3 separate regions of the Mus musculus genome follow, and all the other regions are linked to region 1. The links are chromatin contacts, called in public Micro-C and promoter capture Hi-C maps. All regions are on one chromosome and are shown on one strand. Each heading gives the region's core, a stretch centred on a gene start, on an enhancer-like site or on the middle of the called end of the contact. The rest is flanking DNA. Distances are from core to core; before and after follow the strand shown.

Region 1 (4,903 bases), core at 1,280-3,779:
AGTGTGTGCTATGTGCAATAACAATCATGCAGCGCACTATCTCTTCTATTGTAAACATACTCCAGAATGAAATGGAAGCCTAATAACAAATTAGTGAAAAGATCTATATACAGTTTTTAGATCAAAGCAAGAACTACTTAGCAGTGTTTAAATGCATCTAACAAAATCCACAGCATATATACAAGTTCAGTTCTCCAATTCTTCTACTAAAAACAAGAACCTCGTAAAAATAAGTATATTTGGAAACAACTACTGCTTTAATAATATCACTAAGGTTGAAATCAGATTCAGAGGTCTGTGAGGAGCCAAAATATTCTAGAACCCACCTGGAACCACTGTATTTACAAACAAAGGTGACTGGAATCGGAGTAATTTCTGACAAGCTTTTCCCTATGGTCAAGTCTGGGTCATAGTACTGATGTTTACACATATAGTATTTATTGCTACTTTTTTTCTTTTTTTTTTAGTGTCTTTTTTATTATCAGGTATTTTCCTCATTTACATTTCCAATGATATCCCAAAAGTCCCCCATACCCTCCCCCCCACTCCCCTACCCACCCACTCCCACTTTTTACTTTTAATGATTAAAAATTTTACTTGAATAGTTAACATTATTGCAATGAGCCTTGTTGATGAATGTAATCCATCAAAAAAAAAGCTGTTTAGAATTGTCTACTTTTTGAGTGTAAAAAGATGCACTATGTTCATAGCAGCCTTATTTATAATAGCCAGAAGCTGGAAAGAACCCAGATGCCCCTCAACAGAGGAATGGATACAGAAAATGTGGTACATTTACACAATGGAGTACTACTCAGCTATTAAAAAGAATGAATTTATGAAATCCCTAGGCAAATGGATGGACCTGGAGGGCATCATCCTGAGTGAGGTAACCCAATCACAAAGGAACTCACACAATATGTACTCACTGATAAGTGGATATTAGCCCAGAAACTTAGGATACCCAAGATATAAGATACAATTTGCTAAACGCATGAAATTCAAGAAGAACAAAGACCAAAGTGTGGACACTTTGCCCCTTCTTAGAATTGGGAACAAAACACCCATGGAAGGAGTTACAGAGACAAAGTTTGGAGCTGTGATGAAAGGACGGACCATCTAGAGACTGCCATATCCGGGGATCCATCCCATAATCAGCTTCCAAACGCTGACACCATTGCATACACTAGCAAGATTTTGCTGAAAGGACCCTGATATAGCTGTCTCTTGTGAGACTTTGCCAGGGCCTAGCAAACACATAAGTGGATGCTCACAGTCAGCTATTGGATGGATCACAGGGCCCCCAATGGAGGAGCTAGAGAAAATACCCAAGGAGCTAAAGGGATCTGCAACCCTATAGGTGGAACAACAATATGAACTAACCAGTACCCTGGAGCTCTTGTCTCTAGCTGCATATGTATCAAAAGATGGCCTAGTCAGTCATCACTGGAAAGAGAGGCCATTTGGACTTACAAACTTTATATGCCCCAGTACAGGGGAATGCCAGGGCCAAAAAGTGGGAGTGGGTGGGTAGGGGAGTGGGGAGGGGTATGGGGGACTTTTGGGATAGCATTGGAAATGTAAATGAGGAAAATACCTAATAAAAATATTTAAAAAATGCTTAAAACAAAATAATTGCTGCTCTCCCGCATCTGGTGCTCCTGTCATATTGTTCGCCAACTATAACTGAACCGCCCTTGATTTGTGCATGTCTTAGCTGCTGCCTCAGAATCTCCCTCAAAGCCTGGCACTTAATAGGAGTTCAGTAAATACTTGTCTGTCCTAAAAATATGGACCCCTTCCCTTTTCTAGGTGCATGAAACATCTAAGGAAAAAGCTCAGCTTTTCTTGGAAGACTGTTGGCTGTCTTACTAAGACACAAGGAAATGAGGCCATAGGGTTATGTTTACACTCAAGCTTCAAATTCCAGTCTGGAACACCTCGGACACGTTGCAGTAAGCTGCAGGCAAAAGCTCCTCTCACCTACAGCAGCCAGAGGGTGGTACCAGATGCCTAAAAGGGGGGTGAGATTAGGAAGTGATGGGGCCTTCTGCCCACTGCTTGTTAACTCATGCTTCACTAGACCTCCAAACAGCATGTTATGTGTTTGGGTTACTAAGATGAACAAAACCCGCGTGTACACTAAGGACAAGCATTCGAAAAATAAGACAATCCTCGGCTCCAGTGCAGGGGCGGGGATTTGCGCGAAGGAGGCGCCAAGGTTTCGCGAAGCGGGAGAAACTTGTCCCACGGTCCCACCCACCTCCCCAAGATGGCGCCTGCCGCAAAGCCCATTCCGCGCCAGCTCTACTGGAAGAGTCCTTTTTCAGGCTATCGCTTCGGCCAAACTCGTCCGGAGCGCAGAGGAGCCCGAGGTTAACGAGGTGCCATGCATTTCGGCAGGCTGCGTCCCTAAAGGCCAGTTCCCAATAAGTACAGACACGCGGCGGCAGCCGGGCTCCGAGGCCCCGCCCCCTGGCCGCGCAAGCGTCGCGGACCTTTGACGTCCCGTGGGCGGGTCGGCGCGACCCGCTACGTTGCCACCCGCGCGGACAATGGCGACTGCATCAGCCTGAGGGGGACTTCGCTCTCAACTCGTTGCCTGACGTGGCGGGGAGGAAGCTGTGGCGCCTCCGGAACCGGCCGCAGCGGTGACAGCGCGCCTGCGCGCTTCCGCCTCGCCCTGGCCCCAGCAGCGGCGGCGGCGAGGCCCTGCGGAGCCCGCCAGGTGGGTGGCAGCGACAGCGCTGACCATTTGTTGGCGCAGGCGTGCACGAGGGGGGCGGGCGGGAGGGCGGAGTCTGGGCGGTGCCTCGCAGACTTCCCAGGGTCTGCTGGGGCGCTGCGGGAGGCGGCCCGGGAGTTGCAGTGCACAGTCCAAGCTCTGCAGACCTCTCTTTCTCTGCTCTTGTCCAGCGCCCTCTCGGCCTCTTCACTTCTCTGACCGCGGTGTCCGGGACTACGTGAGAACCATGAGTGGCAACAACTTGAGCGGGAACGATGAGTTTGATGAGCAATTGCGAATGCAAGAATTGTATGGAGGAGACCCCAAGGAAGGTGACACCCAGAATGAGCCCTCTGGAGAAGCCCATTCTTTGGGACAACCACCAGATGACACTCCTTACGAGTGGGACCTTGATAAGAAGGCTTGGTTCCCTAAGGTAAGAAAGAGTATCGGAGTCCCACTGCGGAGCGGGGCCATAGGGTTCACTGGCAGCCCTTGCGGGACATTCCTCTTCTGTTTGCTCCACTGAAGTACTAGGTCTCTGAACCGGTGGTTGGTGGCTAGTCTATTGGTTCAGTCTATTGCATTCCCGATGTATAAAGGAAAGTAAATCTTAGGGTGGTGCCTTAAGTGATTTTTTTGTGCCTTATTAATTTGTGTATGTATGTGAAGGTCACAATTCGTTTTTATCTTGATATTTTTACTGCACAGAGGAAGAACACCAAGGAAATCACATTAGTAAGACTTTTATCCTGTATAGCCAAACTTAATTTACGCTTCCTGTACATGTTTGTGTAGAATGCAGCTTGTTGATTTACAGGGTGGAAGAGGTGTCATTCACCTCTACTGAAGAAACTTTTCTTGATTCTTGTTTTATCTATTAAATTTTGTTCCAGGGCATCTGAGTTCGGACCCTATAACCACAGGAATATGACTAGGAATGCACAGGAAATGAATGAAAGAGATCTATACATTTGTACTTGGGAATTGCTAAGTGTTTAATTTCAACATGGAAATAGCACAAGTGGTGTTGAACCTGGTCTTGTAAACTGTATGGTAACTGTACTCTGTTAGTCTTAGCCTCATAGGAACTTTGGCATCAAAGGGAACTAACAGCGCGACAAGCGACCGGAGAGGCAATCACACAAAACTTTTTCCATTGTGCAGGGGGATTGATTGTTGGTTGAAAAATTTCAGCTATTTATTTGTGCATATTTTAAGCATCCCAAACTGTAAAAATTTACAATTGAACTTCTGGACTGGCAATGCCCACTTGACTGTACATGTGATTTCTTTAAAGAGCGCTTTTAGTAGTCTGACAAACAATTATTTGGTATCTGGGTACCCAAAAGTGGATTCGGTGATGAAATTACTAGTTGACTTTGGGTTTTACCATCTCGTTTATTCAATACTTTTTTTGTTTTATGTATTGGCCACTTTAGTCATATACACTGTAGAGAAGTAGTAATTTATAAACATGTAGGAACGGGTGATAGCATCACTTAAAACTATGCGTGTTGTTTTGGCAGTCTGTGCACCTTTGTCCTACTTTGATCACACTACATGGTGTCCATATAAGGAGACTGGTCTTGGGTTGTACTTGAATTAGTACAGCTGCTTGTGGTGTAAACACTTGTTTTAAGTTTTAGGTTATATTTCTGAATGTACAGCCTTATACCACAGTTTCCACAAGTAAATTAACCTTGTCTGCATGTGTTTTGACTTCTCTATTTAGATCACCGAAGATTTCATTGCTACGTATCAGGCTAACTACGGCTTTTCTAGTGATGGTGCATCCAGCTCTACTGCGAACGTCCAGGACGCCAACACTAAGGCTGTAGAAGAACCTCCACAAAAAGAAGTCCCGGAGACCCCTGACTCCAAAAGGAAGGGGGAAAAGAGAAAGGCTGAATCTGGCAAGTGGTCCTGTCCTTGCCAAACCTGCCTTTAGAAGTGAGATAGGAAAAATTTGTAAATCCGTTTTACATTTTGCAGAATTATAATAGCGTTGAAAGAGCGATGATGTGACGAGTTTTCACTTTCAAATAGGCGTAAAGTCATGAAGAACAGAGGTAGCCCTTTTTCTTTTTCAGAGCGATAAAGGTCATTCACAGTCGAAAGGTTTATGTATTTTGCACGCTCTGTAGTGATTTGAATTAGTCGTCGTCTTCTGAAATAAAG
Region 2 (4,903 bases), core at 802-3,301, 320 kb before region 1:
CACAGTATTGACTACTACAATCAGGACTTCCTTGTGGGACAGACTGGAGTCTAGTGGCGCGTCAGTTTCCAGATCATACCCAACTTGGCCAACACTGCTCAGCTACACATACTTCTGGCTCTCTATTCAATCCTAATCCTCATGTTACATGGATTTGGGAGTCACTAGACCTTCATTTGTTCTTCTCAATGTGGCTCCATAGAATAAATTGTCTTCCTTTCTCCACTTTTTACTATCACTTGGGACTTGAATTGGCAGAGCAGAAACAGGTGGTGGAGCCGACCTTGTTAGGCCTGCCAGAGCCCAGGCTTTGATCTGAGAATCTCCAGTAACTGGCTCTCTGTCCAGAGCCACCCAGAGCTTTTGCACTGAGTGCTCTTGGCTGTTTCTTTCTGGTTGAGCCCAGGGCTGGTATGCAGGGGAGCTGCTTGAAGTGGTGCTAATTGTTCCAGGCCTTCCCATGATGGCCTGGGGCGGATCAGTCTCCTTTCCTAAGAAATGTGTGGGGAGACTTTTTTTGCAAATCCAGAAATACCAGACCTCAGTGAGCCTAAGGGCTCAGAAAGAGAAAAGAGGCGTAGGCTCTGGGTAGCAAGATAGAGAAAGGAATTTTGCAAGTAGCTATTGGGTCGGGTAAAAGAGGCCATCACTTGAATTTTGAAGCTGGAGGGGGGGGGACGGGGGGACGAGCTAACAGCAGTGTTTAGACCTTTTGCTTGGTTTAAATACACAGCTGCTCCGCCTCATCTGCTTCCACATAAAGGGCTGATTCTCCCCTCTCCTAGCTGGCCTTCATGTTTTTAAATCAAGACTTTGGATTCCTTTAATGAACCTCTCTCCTGACTCACTAGACATTCTAAGTACTGACTATTCTCACCTTTCAAAGTTTTCCTCGACCCTACTCCTTCCTTCTGGTCCTTTTCGGGTCCTCTTTAAAAGGAAAAAAAAAAAAGCAGGTTTCTCTAGTTCACCTGCAATTCCTTCAACCCTCTTCTAACCAAGTCCTTCTACTTCCCTCCACTGACATGGTGGGATTCTCCTGGCTTCCTTGCCTCTGCTCCTTCTGTTTGGAAAGTTATCCCTTGGTTCTTTACACCCACTGCTTTTATACCATGCAAGGCTTAGATTAAATACTACCTTCTTTCTCGCATTATTTATACACCCTTTTATCCTGCAGTTTATCCCACTGTGTTTATTTTCTCACTTGCTCATAATCTGTCTTCTTCCACCAATAAAGCCGAGTGTGTGCACAACTGTGCTGTATCTACAGCATTTGGCACAGTACTGGGCACATGCTGAGGGCTCACTGAACTGAACTAGGGAAAGAACGACGGAGTCAGTCACTATGTGAAGCTCTGCTGTGAGAGCTTTAGGAATGATGGAAAGCCCTCTGAATAAAGGCTCTTTTCGTTCTGTCCAGCTTGTTATTAAGGGGAGAGGTCGTCGGTGGGTCTTTCAGTGTGGTGGGAACCAAGAGATCTGCAATCACTGGCTGTACTGGGCTGTGCAGGTCAGCGAGGCCCCTGGAGAGGCTAGAGGCCACCTTGGCTGTCTCTCTTTGTTGCTCCCACCTCCCGGGCTCTGGCCGTGGCTGCCTGCAGTGACTCGTGACTCCCCAGCAGCCAGCGAAGGCCTGAGCCCGCGAGGGAGGGGGGCGGTGGGCGCCCCTGGCCCGCCCTCCGCGTGCCCTTCGGACGCTTGCAGGGGGTGCTCCGGGAAGCCGCGCCACCGCGGGCTCGCGGCCACCTCTCGCGCGCACTGTGCGCGCCTAGCCAGCGGCTTGGCCTCTCCCGAGGCGGGGCCCACGCAGCCGCGCCCCCTTCCCGCGCTTGCCCGACTGGGCTCCCGCGCGCGAGCGCGATCTGCCCGCACCGCAGCCCCTCGCACCACGGGCAGAGCCCAGGCGGACGCGCGCTCCGCCCTACCCCTCCCCGCCCCGAGTGGGCTGCGCCCGCCCCCGCTCCCGCCCCCGCCCCCGCCCCCGCGCGTGCTCCCTCCTCCCTCCCTCCCACCCTCTTGCGCCCCTCCCCGTGCGCCCCTCCCGCGCCCTACATCCACCGCCCGGCCGAGGGGGCTCAGTCCTGTGCTGCCGCTGTCGCCGCTGCGCTTTGGTCTCGGAGCTGGCAGCGGCCGCCGGTGCCGCCTAGACAGCTGCGCGGGTGAGCATCCCCAGACAGTAAGCCCGCTTTCCCTCCGCGAGTGTGTGTGTGTGTGTGTGTGTGTGCGCGCGCGTGTGTGTGCGTGTGTGTGTGTGTGTGTGTGTGTGTGTGTGCGTGTGCGTGTGTGTGTGTGTGTGTGTGCGCACGCCTCCGGCGTCCCCGGGGAGCCGCAGCTCGTGCTCCGTGGCCGCTACTCCGGGGCTGCGCGGACCTGCTGGGCTTGGGTACCTGCGGCCTCCGGCCTCCGCTGCCTCGCCCACGTTGGGGGCTGAGGAACCTGGGGCTCCAAGGTCCCTTAGGGTGCGTGCCTAAGCCTCCTCCCCAGGGCTTTCGCTCCCCTGGGGGCCGGGATGCAGGGGGGCGGCTTTGGGTGTTTCCTCTGCAAGGATGGAGGGTGGGAGTAAAAAGAGGGGGCTTTTGGTTTTCTCACCCAGGATGGCGGGCAGTGGGGGTTGGGCGAGGTGGGAACACCTTTGGTTTTTGTTTTTGGTTTTTTTTTTTTCTTTTTCTTTTTAAAGGATAGCTAACAGCAGTTGAGAAGAGCAGGGGATGATGATGACGATGGGGGGGGGGCTTCATTGGTTTTTACATTAAGGATGGCGCCTGTTGGGCAGGGGAGGAAGGTGAAACCTGCCTTGGTTCTTGGAGATGTTGAGGGAACTGCTGTGCTCCCTTTGGGGATGCTGGGGAGGAGGCAGTGGGAGGACTGGAGTGCAAGGAGAATGGTGATGGAGGGAGAAGGCTGGTCGTGGTTCTGCTCTCTGAGGGGGAATGGCAGTGATATGGGGGATGGGGGTGGGAGAGGGGACTGGATTTCAGCTTCAGCATGGAGGCAAGTGGAAGGTTCTAGCACTTAGGTTGAGCCTTGGTTGAGCCTTGGCAAAGTGGGTTAGGTAGACTGCTGGGTGTGACCTTTCAATTTCAGAAAGCTTAAAATTCCCACTAGATGCAGTTCTGGGCTCCTGGGAAGAGGTTTCTGCTTCTCAAGTTCCCATTGCTTAGTCTTCCACAACTGGTAGAGGTTTGAATGAGAAAGGCCAAGGGAAACAGTGAATGTGCTGTGTATTTTCTGCATTTGGGCCTTTCAAGTTTCTTGGGTTCATTCTGATTACAACGACACCTCCCCCCCCCCCCCCGCCATACACACACACACACAAACACACACACACACACAACTAGGGTAGCACATTGGGAACAGGAGACAAGAAAGTGTATGAATGTGATTTCAGATTTGGTTTTGGGATTTCCTGAAGGGCAAGAGTTCTGTCGTAGAAATGCAGCAAGAGTGGAACACATGTCTTTGCTGGAAGTCCTCTGTTCTCTTCATTTAAATGATGCCATCGGGACTATCTGAGCCTCTTTTGATTTGAATTTGGACTAGATCCAGTTTTCCTAATTGGAGCTATCATTTTGTAATTGCTTGTAATTCTCCATGTTATCAAATGTATTGCGAGTTTAGAGAATACTGGGAATATTTTTGTTATCTTGATTAAGGCCGTTTAAATATAAATATAATGTTCCTTGGAAATGAGAATGTTTACAGAGTAGCACAAGTTTAAATTATGGGCCACGTGGAATTGGATAAGGAGTTCTCATCCTTGCCCATCCCCAGGAACAGGCTACTCCCCATTCCTCACATTTGAAAAGGATTGGGGTTGGTAATTTTGTCTTTGGAAATGCGTGCCCATATTTTCTTAAGAATATGCATTAAAAAGCAATGGGCCTTAAATGTGCTAGGAATATAATGCTTCCCTGTTTCCGTTACATAAGGTTCCAATCTAGTCTACCTTCACTCTTTTAAAACATTTATTTACCATTTTTAAGGGCAAATAGAATCTTTATGCAACAGGGAATTTGTTAGATAGGCCAAGGTTTGTACAATGCACTACAGAGTAAGTGCACATTTTACTACTACCGTATAGAATCTGTAACCATATATGGCTTCTGAAATTCTAGGCTTCCATTCCATGATTTAATCTTTTTGGAGAAGGAAAACATTTTTAAAGCAAGTCTAGATTGGGGGATGAAATTTTGAATGTGCAGATTGGTAAAATACCTCTTATATGAGTTCTTTGGAGATGATTTAATATATAGTAAATTAATGGATCACCTCAATAAGATACTGACTTTGTTTATTGCAAATGTTAATACATAAGTGGGTCTACAGGATTAAGAAAAATGTATTTGCTTATGCTGTTGTATACTATTCTACATTTCTGTGGTGTGTATTCTGCCCCAGTGCAACAGTGAGACAGAACCGATTTTCACAATCTAAGTTTAGCCTGGTGTTTTTTGTCTGAGGAATAATGCTGAAGGTGGTGAAAAGGAACAGTATGTTGGTGGGAAAATGGGCCTTAAGTTGCTCTCTAAACAAAAGGAGCAAAGGGAGTCTTTTACTTGGCTTTTTGAGAACCTGTTGTAAGATGGGAGGAAAAAAAGATGAAGAACTTTCAGAAACGAACAGGACAATGAAGTAATTGTTTTAAATCTTAGAGAGTTCACTCTGTTATCTTTTTTTTAAAAGTAACTTGTCAATTGAACTTTTGCGTGAGAAACTCACCACCCTCGCACCTTCGGTTTGAAGAATTATTTATTCATTTGCTGTAGTCTTGGAGATGGAACCCAGGGCCTCCTGTGTGGAGCAGGCGCCTTTATCATAGGGCTATGTCCCTAGCCCAAGTTTAGCCATTAAAAACAAATAATTTGTTGAAGGCACGGCAGCTAATCTCCTGAGGCTTTGCCCT
Region 3 (4,903 bases), core at 1,640-4,139, 290 kb after region 1:
CCCTTTGTTCGGAAGTGTTAATGGGCTTTAAAAGGCCATTTCTTTTTCTGTTTCTTTTATTGTTGTTGTTGTTGTTACAGCATTTCTCCCTTTCCTGTTCTTGCTCCAAATGTTCCTGCGTACCCCTTTCCACTCTCCTTCAAATTTATGGCCTCAGGCTGGCAAGATGACTCAACAGGTAAGATCACTGATCGCTCTTCCAAAGGTCCTGAGTTCAAATCCCAGCAACCACATGGTGACTCACAACCATCCGTAAAGAGATCTGCCGCCCTCTTCTGGTGTACTTACATATAATAAATAAATCTTTGAGCTGGAGTGAGCGGGGCTGACCAGAGCAAGCAGAGCTCCTAAATTCAATTCCCAACAACCACATGAAGGCCCACAACCATCTGTATACAGCTACAGTGTACTCATATACATAAAATAAATAAATAAATGTTTAAAAATTATGGCCTCTTTTCCCATTAATTGCTACCACATTGTATATGTATAAACATGTACATATATGTTCCTAAATACAATCTGCTCAGTCCATATAATGTTACTTGTATGTATATTTTCAAGGTTGCTCATTTGGGCCATTTCTTTTTGGAAGATTAATTTTACTGCTGTTGCCAGTGACTCTCTGGCTGGCATTACCTCCATTAAGAAGGAAGCACATCCACACAAAGCTTGATCTCCTAGAAAGAAGCTGCATTTAAAAGTCATCAATTTTGCATTTTGTTGTTTTGTTATTTTCTTTTTGCTCTCTGTCTGTCTCTGTCTCAGTCTCTCTCTGAAAAAGACTTTCATGTAGCCTAGACTGGCCCAAAATTTAAATGTATAACCAAGGATGACCTTGACCCTCTGACTTCCATGTCTCCATCACCTTACTATTGCAGAGTATAGGTGTGTACCACCATTTCCAGTCAATAGTTTTGCTTTGTTTAGTATTAGGTTCTGAAAGACACTACTGGGCATCATCAATCTCCACTGGAGATTCTCTAAAGGGTTCTCTACCTCTATTTACTCTGTGGCTACTGGCAGCGAAAATCAATCCTTACATTTGCGGACTTTTTAATTAAGAGAGCAGAAAATAATGGCAACATCAAAGGCAAGACAAGTAAGCTTACTTCCACTTGAAGAGTTGCACATCCTTTCAGGAAGTCATTGATGTTGTCGATGCAGTCGGCCTCAGTTTGGGGTTCCAGACAATACTAAGGAAAGAGTCAAATGTCACTTGGAGATTGCTAAGCCATGACAAACCATCATCATATTCTTTTGCTGATAACTAGACACAGTTGGCTTTGGAAGGCAGAGGGCAGCCCTGCTCTCCATCCAGGAAGAGAAGTAACCACTGAAGGAAGTGATGCAAATGCCTGAACGGTTGCTTTTTGTTTCAGAGGTCTCCAAGCCACTTCTACTTAAGGTTTTCTCATACCTTCTACTCGACTGTGGTGCTAGCAAATCGGAGAAACTAAGAGACACGGACACACGGACGGACACACACACACACATTGATGCAGTCGGCCTCAGTTTGAGGTGTGTGTGTGTGTGTGTGTGTGTGTGTGTTTGTGTGTCTGCGTATGTATATATAAATATATATCGTTTAGTCCTGCTTTTGCCTGAGGTTACTTTGATCACCTCCCTCTACTCCTCATGATAATTTGTTCATATTTCACTATGTCTAAGCATCACATTTTTTATTATGTCTCTCTGTATCTTATCAGTTTAATCACCATTTCTCACATTTGAAAAATTATAAGTAAATCTACTTGTTCCATAAACATAGAACTGATTCCAAAAGGCAAAAGACCCTTATTTAAGTTATGTGCACAATGACCTTAAGAAAAGAATCATAAGTACTCTATCTTTAATGACACAAAAGCACCTACTTTAGAAACTGTCCACTGTCATAACATGGGCTTCTAACCTCAAAACTCTTGAAGTTTTTTTAAAGCAAGGTTTAGTTTCACTTTGAATGCCCATTGCCTTCAATGCATAGAGTTGGTTTCTCTTTGGTTTTGGGGGAGTTTTAAGTAACATTGACACTTGTGAATAGACTTTTCTTCAATGAATCTTAAAACAAACAAACAAACAAGGAAGTCTCCATCATTTTTTTTAGGCAAACTTTCAAACACCAGAAAGATCTACAACAAAATTATTCCATTATCCCACAGACTCATGCTCAAAACATGTCTAAAGTGCACAGGGGAAGTTTAATGTGCATTTCCACAACCACAGCAAACTTGTACACAATAAGGTTGTCCTCCTATCCCTGATTGGCAGTCCTGTAGCCCAGCTTTAGTAAGGTAACATCAGGGGGTCAATTACTGAAGGATAATATTTCGTTTTCTGACTTTTTCAAAGTACAAGGACAGTAAATAAAAACGCCTAACTTTTAGAAAGATATTGAAGAAGGGGATTCCCATGACCCCGCAATAGAAAAATCTCAAGAATGATATTATTGCTGCTCTGTGGTGGAAAGTAATCCCAAAGACACAGCAAAATGACCTTACCTTCTCCACCGAGCCAGGCAGAAGTCTGTTTATGAGTTTGCACAACACTACCCCATTTTTCAGCGAGGACTTCAAGAACTCCTCTGGATCACAGACAGTCTTTTTGGGAGACTCTAGAACTCCCAAAGATATAAGCCATGTCACAAGGCGTTCTTCTGGATTCATGACTGAGGCTCTCGGACGCTCTGAACAGCTCTCGGGGCAGCTGTGAAGACTAAGCCACATCCGTGATTGCATCTGCTGCTGTCTTCCTTTTATGAGCGCTCTTCTGGTGCTTGCGGGGCAAAGGTTTAAGGCAACTTTTCTCTGACAACAGAGGAACGTGGGATTTCTAAACCACAGAGATCATACCTAAAGATATGGAAAGGAATGATAAGGAATGGACAAACTCCTGAGAGAACATCACTGGTTCTTTTTCGAAACTTGCAAAACAAACTCATTAGGTTTTTCTTTGGGGGGGTGGGGTGGGGGGAGGAACACGTACAACAGTGCAAGAAGCTGTAAGGAAAGGAAGTGAGGAGGATGCTGGGGAGGCAGAAAAGTCAGCAAGTGCTCGTGGAAACCGGAGTGAGCCAGCACTTTACAGAGCCTTGGAAATGAGACACGCATGGGGCAGACTGGGAAAACACTGTCAATACAGTCTAGTCTCAGTGAAAAATCTGGCTTCTGTCAGGAGGAGGATGCCAACTGGCTCTTAGGTCAGACAGATCTGAGCCTCGTGGGGAGCTGTGCTGGTAAAAGAGAGCTCAAACAAAGACTTAGGTGGACTGAAAAAATTCCTCCCAGAAATGGCCGGATGTCCTCAGACAATCTCACAGTGACAGTGTGTGTCACGATCATGCCTTCTTTACAAAACATGTGGAGCCGCATGGTGACAAACTTGCCAAGCAAAGGAAGATTGTCCCTGCTGTCAGCCATCGCTGCATTTAAGCAGAAGCTGGAAGAATGGCATTTTACGTTGTAGCCAAAAAAGCTATGTTTAGGGAAATAGGCTAAGGATAACATCTGACATCCTGTTTACTTGCATTCTTTAGCAATTCTTTTTCTGGACCTGGTTCCACTCCACAGTCCAGCTGCAGCACCCTTAGCAAAGGCTTAGACACAGTCACAGAAAATGAGGGAAATATGTTTGGAGACAGAGCACTTGAGAACAAAAGAGCACTTGTCTTCTCTGTCTACACTACAGACTGAAAGATTCACTTCTTGTCATCAACAAACACGATGCATTTAAAATAGTGATCTGCAAACCAGCCTCGCTCATGAATCCAGAGAGGTTTGTTATTGTCAAACACTTTTAGTACCAGGTAAAATAGTCATACTATAGAGAAATTTATGATAAGGCAGAGTTTAATTGTATAGCTCAATGTTGGCAAATGCAGGCCGTCAGCACCTCTCCACATGTATGTGAGGCATCCAGTTAATTATAGCTGTTTCCCGCTAAGTCTCACAATCCTGTTCTTGTTGTTCTCTGTCTCCCTGCTTTTTTTGATGGTGATAGTGATAGGGATAGTTTCTTGTAGCTGAGGCTGACTTTGAACTCCTGATTCTTCTGCCTCCTCCTCCCAGATGCGAGGATTAGAGGCATGCAAAATCAAATCCAGTTTACGGGGTGTTTGGGGTTGATCCTAGGATGTTGTACACACTAGACAGGCACTCTACCAACTGAGCTATAGCCCCAGGCCAATTGAATAATTTTAATATTTACAGGCTATTTCATTACAATCATGCACAGTCTAGATCAGTGGGTCTCAACCCCTTTGGATATTAGAGGACCTTTTTAGAAAGATCACATACCATATATTTCAGAAGTCATATGTTTGTATTATGATTCATAACAGTAGCAAAATTACACTAATGAAATAGTAACAAAATAATTTTATGGTGTATGTGGGATGGGGGTTCACTTCCCTAATCCAGGAGCTATCCCTAATTAATAACCACTCAGAAATGAAAACTTAATTTTCTCCAAGAGAATATCATGGACTATACAAACCACTCTTATTATAAGGACAGGCAGGCCCTGTTCCCAGCAGTAGCTAGGCAACTCAAAATGAACTCAATGGCAACTTTGGACGTTCTTTGTCTCATAATACTTTGTCAAGGTATGGTTTTGTTTTTACTTTATTCTTTTTTAAATCACATAGGTCCATAGGTCCTTTGTATTTATATTGTGGCTTCTGGCTCTGTGTTTTCCCGTGTGTGTGTGTGTGTGTGTGTGTGTGTGTGTGTATGTGTGTGTGTGTGTGTGTGTGTGTGTGTGTGTGTGTGTACAGGTGTCATTGCATCTATCTGTGTTGTTTGTGCTTTTTCTTTGGCTCTTTTTCTTCTGTTTGCTTGTTTTAATGCATTTTGACTTGTTTGTTTTTGTCTTATTTTATTATTACTAAGATGTCTGCATGTTTTCT

What was found. Promoter capture Hi-C pulls out the DNA fragments that hold promoters and counts their contacts. Hi-C and Micro-C count contacts between places; a contact is called where the count stands out from the background.
Region 2: a Micro-C map of embryonic stem cells shows a contact between it and region 1, with 5 times the contacts expected there. The contact joins the promoter of Fhl1 here to the promoter of Htatsf1 in region 1. A contact is called at or near these places in 1 of 39 promoter capture datasets (hippocampal neurons) and 2 of 484 Hi-C or Micro-C datasets (both in embryonic stem cells).
Region 3: a contact with region 1 is called in a promoter capture Hi-C map of pre-B cells. The contact joins the promoter of Arhgef6 here to the promoter of Htatsf1 in region 1. A contact is called at or near these places in 7 of 39 promoter capture datasets (the 3T3-L1 cell line, the C10 cell line, liver and 2 more), 5 of 484 Hi-C or Micro-C datasets (CD4 T cells, CD8 T cells, embryonic fibroblasts and 2 more), 3 of 115 datasets of contacts at active chromatin or transcription factors (astrocytes, double positive thymocytes and memory CD8 T cells) and 2 of 9 other capture datasets (adipose tissue and liver).

What each region holds. Positions count from the first base shown.
Region 1 is chrX:57,051,041-57,055,943 of GRCm38.p6, forward strand. It overlaps Htatsf1 (HIV TAT specific factor 1), which reads left to right and starts at 2,530. Exons shown (of 10, transcript NM_028242.2): 1 at 2,530-2,725; 2 at 2,914-3,158; 3 at 4,458-4,638. The coding sequence starts at 2,970.
Region 2 is chrX:56,729,710-56,734,612 of GRCm38.p6, forward strand. It overlaps Fhl1 (four and a half LIM domains 1), which reads left to right and starts at 2,052. Exons shown (of 7, transcript NM_010211.3): 1 at 2,052-2,159.
Region 3 is chrX:57,335,840-57,340,742 of GRCm38.p6, forward strand. Arhgef6 (Rac/Cdc42 guanine nucleotide exchange factor (GEF) 6) reads right to left here and starts at 2,890. Exons shown (of 22, transcript NM_152801.2): 1 at 2,499-2,890; 2 at 1,113-1,196. The coding sequence starts at 2,735.